3 separate regions of the Mus musculus genome follow, and regions 1 and 2 are each linked to region 3. The links are chromatin contacts, called in public promoter capture Hi-C maps. All regions are on one chromosome and are shown on one strand. The core of a region is the stretch at or near the end of the contact, and the rest is flanking DNA. Distances in the headings are between cores, read along the strand shown.

What was found. Promoter capture Hi-C pulls out the DNA fragments that hold promoters and counts their contacts.
Region 1: a promoter capture Hi-C map of the HPC-7 cell line shows a contact between it and region 3, with 5 times the contacts expected there. The contact joins the promoter of Tet2 here to the enhancer-like site in region 3. A contact is called at or near these places in 10 of 39 promoter capture datasets (the 3T3-L1 cell line, the C10 cell line, the HPC-7 cell line and 6 more).
Region 2: a promoter capture Hi-C map of the HPC-7 cell line shows a contact between it and region 3, with 19 times the contacts expected there. The contact joins the promoter of Ppa2 here to the enhancer-like site in region 3. A contact is called at or near these places in 21 of 39 promoter capture datasets (the 3T3-L1 cell line, 3T3-L1-derived adipocytes, the C10 cell line and 14 more), 9 of 484 Hi-C or Micro-C datasets (B cells, the HPC-7 cell line, cortical neurons and 3 more) and 3 of 115 datasets of contacts at active chromatin or transcription factors (embryonic stem cells and pancreatic cancer cells).

The regions. Positions count from the first base shown.
Region 1 is chr3:133,543,122-133,545,885 of GRCm38.p6, reverse strand. It overlaps Tet2 (tet methylcytosine dioxygenase 2), which reads left to right and starts at 1,496. Exons shown (of 11, transcript NM_001040400.2): 1 at 1,496-1,686.
Region 2 is chr3:133,308,584-133,311,520 of GRCm38.p6, reverse strand. Ppa2 (pyrophosphatase (inorganic) 2) reads right to left here and starts at 1,411. Exons shown (of 12, transcript NM_146141.2): 1 at 1,240-1,411. The coding sequence starts at 1,381.
Region 3 is chr3:132,746,304-132,749,081 of GRCm38.p6, reverse strand. All of the region lies in intron 20 of Tbck (TBC1 domain containing kinase), which reads right to left. Among named protein-coding and RNA genes, the nearest start is that of Gm30294, 30 kb to the left of the region's middle. Within about 2 kb of position 1,506, at least 9 of the 459 cell types and tissues checked have an H3K27ac peak or open chromatin away from gene starts, as enhancers often do. A contact at or near this core is called in the HPC-7 cell line, where this site is marked.

The sequences.
Region 1 (2,764 bases), core at 247-2,746, 800 kb before region 3:
TTTTCTCTCTCTCTCCTTTCTTTTCCTTCCTTTCTTCTTGAAACAATCTAACTACAATACCCAGCTAAATTCAAACTGTCAGACATCCTACTGCCTCAGACTTCTAAATGCTGTGATTGCAGGTCTGCTCTTTCTTTTCAAAATTTATGTGGTGTGTGTGTGTGTGTGTGTGTGTGTGTGTGTGAGAGAGAGAGAGAGAGAGAGAGAGAGAGAGAGAGAGTTAGAGAGAGAGTTAGTTGGTTCCAGGCCTCATTTCTAAAGAACACCCACCCACACACACACACAAAGAAAGGGTGCATTACAGACAATATAATAGTGTTAAAGTAGACTTAAGGTTGCTGTGAACGCAACCGATCCCACAGAAGAGGTTCCCAGATTACCTATTAAAACGTAACATTCAGTGACTGAAAACTTGAAGACAGGAGGAGGGTGGGTGGATGTGTGAGCACAAATTTCCTAAACTACTGTCTCATGATTCCTATGAATTTGCCTCGATCTCATCTTCAAAAGTTAATAATTACCAAAAGGAACATTTAAAATGTAAGTTTAAAAAACGGAAGTGCCAGCAGAAGAGCTGGTGCGCACAAGCCTTGAACTTCAGGGAAAACTGAGCGCTCTCTGCTTGTTCGGAATTCAGCTTCCCACAAGGCGGTTTCTTCATTACTTTACCGTACGGAGTGGAAATTTGTGCAAAATAGAGGAACTTACGGGGGCGCCTTGAACATTAGAAACTGCTGGCTTAATTCTTTCGAGTGACAAGCAGGGGCTCGGTGACACCGCTCCTCTGGGCTCTGCGAGACAGCACCCCCTGCGCGGCCCACGTGGCCAAAGTAAACAGAAGGTGGGCCTGGGCGGGGAGAGCCCCGGCGCCGCCGGATTGCTGCAGAGTGGAGACTTTAGCGCCCAGGCCCCTCTAGCTCTCCCGGCACGGCCTTTGGGGAAATGGGGAGCGGCTTGGCTGGGCGACAGGGAAGGGGGTGGCAGGGTGTGGGGGCGAGTGGGGAGACGACTGGTGAGGTGCTGGCAGCGGGAGCGCGGGGAGCCAGGGGCCCCTGGAGCGCGCAGGAGGGCGCAGAGTTTCCAAGTGCCTACGCGGCCCCCGCGGGAGACAGAGGCGCGGAGGCCGCCCACGCGTGGGTGTGCGGCCGGCGGCACCCGGGGCTCAGGAAAGGCCGGGGAGGAGCCGAGCAGAGGAGGTCCCCTAGCCCCCCGCGAGGGAGTGAGCGCGCAGCCGGGACTCGCCGCGCCCCCGCGAGGGAGCGAGCGCACGGCCCCGGGTCCCGCCGCGTCCCCGCGAGGGAGCGAACGCACGGCCCCGGGTCCCGCCGCGCCTCCGCGAGGGAGCGAGCACACGGCCCCGGGTCCCGCCGCGTCCCCGCGAGGGAGCGAGCGCACGGCCCCGGGTCCCGCCGCGCCTCCGCGAGGGAGCGAGCGCACGGCCCGCTCCCGCGCTCGCGCCCGCTCCGCTCGCATGCCAGTCACGTCCGCCCCCTCGGCGGCCGCCTGAGAGCCGGCCCCGCCGAGCCTAGAGAACAGACGTCAAACTGCCTTATGAATATTGATGCGGAGGCGAGGCTGCTTTCGTAGAGGAGCAGAAGGAAGCAAGATGGCTGCCCTGTAGGATTTGTTAGAAAGGAGACCCGGCTGCGACGGCGGTGGACTGCGAGGCTGAGGGACCAGAACCAGGTCAGAGCGCTGAGGTCCGCGCCTGTCTCTCTCTCTCTCTCTTTCTTTCCTCGCTCTTGACGGCTGCGGAATGGTCCCTTTCCAATCTCCCTCTCTTTCTCTCGGCCTTGCGGGGACTGTCATGTCACCCACAAATACTAAGAGGGAAGAGGGAAGCCTCACAAATTACAGGAGCTTCTTCAACATGGCTGACAAATATAGTTTTAATTCAGCACCCCCTTCTCCTGCGACCTGCACTTCTGTGGTCCCTTCTTCCTGCTAATGCGTGTCTCCCCTCTGTACCCAGAAAACTTACCTTTGTACCTCCCACCAGCCGCTCTTCTGGCCTTTTAGTCTCAGGAAAGTGAGTGTTTTCTTGGGGCTGCCTTCCTGAAAGAGTTCATCTTTGGGGACCACCACTTTCTCTTTTGATCCTCCTCTCCCCTGTTCTTAGTATAAGTCCAGGGAGCCCCTAGTTCATCCTCAGACACCCCGGAAAGAACACTGACCCGGTGTGTTTGACTCTTTTATCTCCAGTAGTGCTTGTTTGGGTCCTGTTCTGGGTTTGTGTCTCTGGCTTCCAACACGTTTGTCCCCTCGTGGACTACACTAGACAGATGTCACAGTGTGTAGATTCAGGATCCACTACGTGGAGGGCTTTTTTTTTTTTTTCCATTCTTTCTTTTTTTCTCTTGAGTCCTCGCGTTTTGTTATTGGCGCTAAGTGAGAGGGGAAAGAATAGTTTCTCTGCTCCCTGAAACAAGACCAGAACCCACTTTTCTCAAGGTTCACAAGCTCAGAGTGGGCTGTGCCTTCCAGTTTGGGAAATGTGTGTAAGAGAATCTGTGCAAATCTGTGTGTTGGCTTTGTGCTGCCCCCGAATCAGCTCGTTCTGTTCCCCTTAAGTGACAGGCACACACAAAGGCAGGCGCAGGCCGGGGGAGGGGGCGGGCGAAGCGTTTGGAGTTGGAGAAGGCAAGGTCAGGGGCGCCCGAAGAAATGAAACCCAATCCCAGAGAAGATCTCTAACAAGTCCCATCCCAAATTTCCTTCACTCTGGCACTCACTCTTTTATTTGGTCGTTCACAAACACCCCTCC
Region 2 (2,937 bases), core at 162-2,661, 560 kb before region 3:
AAACAGAAACTAATTGTGAAGAAACTATTTATTATAAGATTTATTACAATGACAAGAGTTTGCCATTCGAAGTGCCCCATGTGTTCAATCCAGGAGACAGAGGGAGGTGTACTACTGTGAGTTCCAAGCTGCCCAGGGCTGCCCAGTGAGGCCCTGTCTCAAAATAATACAAAAAAAAAAAAAAAAAAAGAGTTTAAGCTAGGTTTGCTCCTTTATCACAAAATAATCTTCAACCTTCAGCTCCAGAAAAGTAACTGTAAAAATCAAAGTACAGTTATTAATGATTTCAAGTTATACTATAAGTCCGGTGACTTCTTTGAACATACATAGCCGCTTCTGCAGCCCTATCTTATAGGGGAAAAAAATTCTAATACTTAGCAAGTTAAGACACTCATCCAGCATGGGGGTCTCGGAACAAGATTTAGCTTCACCTCTTCAGGGCGGAACCTCCTAAGAGGTGTGCACAAGCCTTGACATTGCAACCGCTCCGCTACCTGGTATTAAGTAAAGGAGGCCTGAAAGCAACCCATCTACGTGGCTATTTTCACGCGATTGTTAACGAGACCTACAGAGTGAAAAGAAAAAGGAAAGTGGCCAGGAGCTTTTCTGTCTTTGGCGTCAGCCCAGGGCAGCCCAGACGGCCCTCTTTCTAGGTTTTGCTCAACGTACAGGGCAAGAAAAGGCACCACATTCTCGCCAGAACGCCGGCCAATCTCCTGCTTGTGGATGGCATTCAGGGTGCAAACTTTTAGGTTAAAAACTCAGTTGACTGTTGCTGTTTTTAAGTTAACCTTACCAAACAAAAGGTTTCGTGATGGCGTTGTGCACACAAGCCTATCCCAGCGCCTGGCTCACATTCTCCTCCCACTTCCTCCCTGCCTGTACGCCTGCGCTGACAGCAAGGTCGCGGTCGCAGGCAAACTCGCTTTCGGAGTGAAGACCCCGGTCCCCAAAGTTCTGCGGCCGTACGGAGGCGGATGGGCTTAGCAGCGCCCAGGAGGCGGCGCGGGCGAGCGGCGGGCCACGGCGCGGAGGTCAGCGGGAGGAGCTCAGCGCCGCGGGCCGGCTGCGGTCGCTGCAGAGGGCGGTTGGCCCCGCGCCACCCTGCGCACCGAGACCGGTCCCCTCCGCAGCGGGCTTGGGCGCGGGCTGCGGACCCGGCCGGGCAGAGCAAGGCAGGGCAGGGCACGGCGCCGCGGCCCCTCCGCCGGCCGGCGCGGAGCTGGGCGAACGACTTACTGAAGAACAGGCGGTAGTCCTGCGAGCGGGGATGGCCCAGCTCCTCCGTGCGGTACAGGGACATGACGCGGCGCGGAGGGCGGGCGGCGGCCCCCACGCGCCACCCTCGGCCGACGCTCAGCAGCGGCAGCAGCGCGCGCATGGCGGACGGTCTGCGAGAACCGCAGGGTCGGTGCTGGGCCCGGCGCGGCCGCTCGACGGCGCCCCCTGCCGCCCGGAGCCCGCACTGCCTCCCCGCGGTCGGCCTCAAGTGGCATCAAGTCCCACCCTCTTCTGCATTCCTGGGGCCACCTACCTCTCCACTTTGCTCCACAAGCCCTCAGAGGCCGAAGACCATCAAGACAAGGACCTTAGAAGCCCCAGGAATTCACCACCACGCACCCACTCACACACTGTCAGTGTCTGCGGTCAGACTTTGATTACATTAATGTAGCACTTGGTTGCATGCATACCTCCAGAAATTTCTAAAGGAACATCCAAGCCGGAAGGAGGGAGTGTACACACACGCGCGCGCGCGCGCACACACATACACACACACACACACACACACACACGACTATAATGTATAATGATCGAGCGTCCTTGTGAAGACATCTGACACAGATTTATCCTAAATCTGTAATTCCCTCAAACGCCACTTCCTCCATAAGGCCCTTTAATATTTAACCCAAGTACAGGTAACTTTTAACTTCTCTGCAATTGCATACTTCACAAGTATTTCTGTCTGGTCCGGTGGCCACAACTAGTTACAACAGCAGTCTTTGCAGTCTGGTCCAGTAACAACGGGAGCTGTGGTTCTAAGGAAGGAACCAACCATTGCCCTTTTCTGTAGACCAGTTGATTGGGAAGACCTCACTGGAATGGTCTTCCGGACCTCTACCAGTTTCTGCTCCAACTGTGAGCAAGGCTCACATCCTCACCTACTGGGTTCTTTCTGCATCTAAATTGTGACAGTTAAAACCCAAACTGGTTTTACCCAGGTTTCAGAAAGGATCTCTTAGAGGTGCCACTAGCCACTTAGACATTGCTTAGCCTAGTCTCTAAAAAATTTTGACATTAGTGGCTTTGTAACACGTCAACATGATTAGGCGGAGTTGCAAGCTAAGTTGTCCTATAAAAAATGGAAACATTTCCTTCCTGCGTTTATTTCATTGATTTATATGATTCTGCCTATGTTAAAAAAAGAAAGCTTAAAATTTCACCTAAACTTCAAATATTGGATATTTGAGAAAGAAATTCCTACTGAAACAAGGTTCTGGGCTGTCTAATAGTCTAGATTCTTAAAATTAGCATCAAATTCCGGGTATGTGATTTAGGAACATATTACTTTATGGCATTAAAAAGAAATGGCTTGATTTTGAACATATAAAATCTCATCTTTCATTTTCTATAATTTACTGAAATACCTGTGGATCAAAACCGAATATACAATACATGTTATGAGAACAAAGTTGGCTTACTGGTTAATTTTAAAATACAAATTTCTGAAGATATTTATTCAACAATAGTTGTCCATTTCAAATGTAGACATTTGGAACCTAACTCGCTGAATTTCCTCTGTGGACATCTGTCACTATCATGTAGCAAGTGTGGGGGTTTGAATAGGTAAGGCCCCCATAGACTTATGTGTTTGAATTACATAGGGAGTGGCACTATTAGGAGGTGTGGTCTTGTTGGAGGAAGTGTATCACTGTGGGG
Region 3 (2,778 bases), core at 257-2,756:
CTCCTGCCTCTACTGCTAAATCCAGATTGAAGCCACCCCATCACACACCCACTTACTCCATAGCTATGACTAATCTACGACACTCTATCCTTATCTGTTCTTGAATTTCAGCCAATGAGATGTCAGAGTGATCTTGTTATGTTACACCATGGGTCACCATTCTATTCAAAAGCATCTTGTTTCTTTGTGATGATGAAATAAAGCCAGTGGTGATAATATATGTATAACACTCAAAATGCTCTCCCCTTCAGTTCCTGCTATGTGGCCTCACCATGCTCCACTCACAGTGGCTATTCCCTTAACATCTCTAGTGTATCCCTCCCACCCAGGCTGGAGCTTGCTGTTGCTTGCTTGTTATTTCATTTTTATAAGGAACTGACTTCAAACCACCTTTCCTGAGAGCTTTTCCTGGCAATCTCATTTAAAAATTCAACTCTTCCTCCATTCAAACACTTAACACATATGTCCAAATTCAGTTCTTCATTTCTCTAGAATTTACCAATATATACTGAATATATCACATTGTCTATTTTTTATATCTTTTTTCACAATATCTACTTATTTATTTATTTACTATGGCTTTTATTAGCAAATGGGCATTGTAAACGATTTTTTATTTCCTTGCCTTTTAACCTTTTATATTTCTATTAAGAAGGATGAGTGATGTGCACCACAGGAAGCCGAGGGATCCGATCCCTGGTACTGGAGTTGACAGGCTCTGAGTCACCATGTGAGGACTGGGCAGAGAACTTGGGTCCTCTGCAGGAGTTCTCAACTGCCAAGCCACCTCTCCAGCCCCATCACTTTTTATCATATACTTCCACAAAAACATGAGGGAAAACGTTTTTTAACCCCTGTCCTTTAATGTATTCAGGGTATAGAGGCAACCAAATATCTGTTTGAACAATGAAGGAAGCACACAATGGAGCTATCAGAGTACAGAAGCAAAGGCTCCTGAGATCATGCCCTCCTGAGAAGTCTTCAAAGAAGCAAGAAAGGACGAGGAAAGGAGTTCATGCTGACTACTCTGTCCGGAAGAACATTATCACACTAAGCAGCAGGAAGCACAGGAAGTGTCCCCACCTCGAGCTCTACAGACGCACGCATTGATGACAGGTGATGACAGGTGCGTTAAAGAGTTTACTCGAGTAGCGGGAAGCATGTGCAGTGATAAGGCAGAGACTTGCAGGCACTGTTACCAGCATTCCTCGCACGCACGAGATGCCTCTTAGCGACACAACTGAGACTAGAGACATGTAATAACGATACGTGAGACACAATTCCTCTATTCTTTCTATGTCCCTTTTCCATTTTAAATTCCTTCCTTCCTTCCTTCCTTGCTGAGAGAGGGAAGGGGAAGCTTGGACTTAGGGATTGACGCCAAGGCCCGAGTCTTTCAAGAACATCCTCAGCCTTCCTTTACCTTTAGTTTCAGACAGGCTCTTACTAAGTTGTCTAGGCCCAAAGCCCTCTGTAACAAAGGAAAGTCCTGAACTTTTGCATCTTTTGCCTCAACCTCCCAAGTAGCTGTATGACAAGACTTGTTCTGTGAGGCCCAGAGTACTTTATATATATTGCCTTACATAATTTCTCAAGCTGTTTTACAGTTTTAAGAATATGAACTAATACTGAAATAATTTTGAACAATAGAAAGATTTTATTTTTTAATGGTTCTAAGTGTTTAAATATTAGGCTATAAATATAAAAATACACATAGTTTCTGTTACTTTTCTAAGTTAGATGCTAAAACCAATAAAAAGTTATACATTTTTTGAGTATTCGTCCAATCGCAAATGTTAGCCTGACCTGACAATGTACTTGTCTGTAGCTGTCAGCTTAGTAAATGCTGCCCCCTAGCAACAGCAAGCAAGAACTGGCAAGCGCTCACTAGAGCTGTAGAATGCTGGAGAAACAGCAGCAGGTTGGGTCCTAAGGATTTCACTACACTGTTGATTATCTGAAAATGATAGTTGTTTCTTCTTTGAAATCAGAGATATGGCACCTTTTATAAATCTGTATTTTCTTAAAATATTAATGATCTCAGTAGAATTATGTTGCATTTATTTTAGCCACATAGGAATTATTTTATCATTACCAATAAGCTATTTGTAATTGTATTTAAAAACACAAGAGTAACAAGACAACACAGGAACGAGATTTGTTATTCTAAGGTTGCCTTGCAAGCAGCAAGGCTGAGAACCAGATGCACCTGGATAGGAACTTCCTTGTACCCTGACACACGATGGAAGCAGGAAGTGTGGAGGAGACAGAAAAGAGAATGCCAGGGTAATTCATAAGGACTCTCCCAGTCTGTAAGTCTGTCTCACAAGTATGATATATAAATTCTCAAAAGTGTGAGCATGGCATCCTTAGGCTCCAGTCACTGTTTTCACTGGATTGAGGTTTATGTTAATAGTGCAAAGGCATGAGTGGACAGCACTGCAGAAATCATGACAATGGCCCAAGGTAGAACAGTTATGTTTGTAAGGGGTACAATTATGGGTCCTTTACAGTTCTTCCCTAACAATTTGTGAGATGACTTAGGAGGCAGGAAACTATGCTCTGGTCTAAACTGTGGGGGAGCTGGATAGTCGCTTGAGCTATGAGACTACAAGGTGCTTTCTTCAAGAGATACTATTTTTACTTGAAAGAATGACAGGCAAATAATACTTTAAAGCTTGGGTATTTGATCAATATTTTTTTTAAAAAAATGAGCAAAATAAGCTTGTTATTTCAAGAAACAGCTTGAGCTGAGATGAAAATTATAATATTACAAAA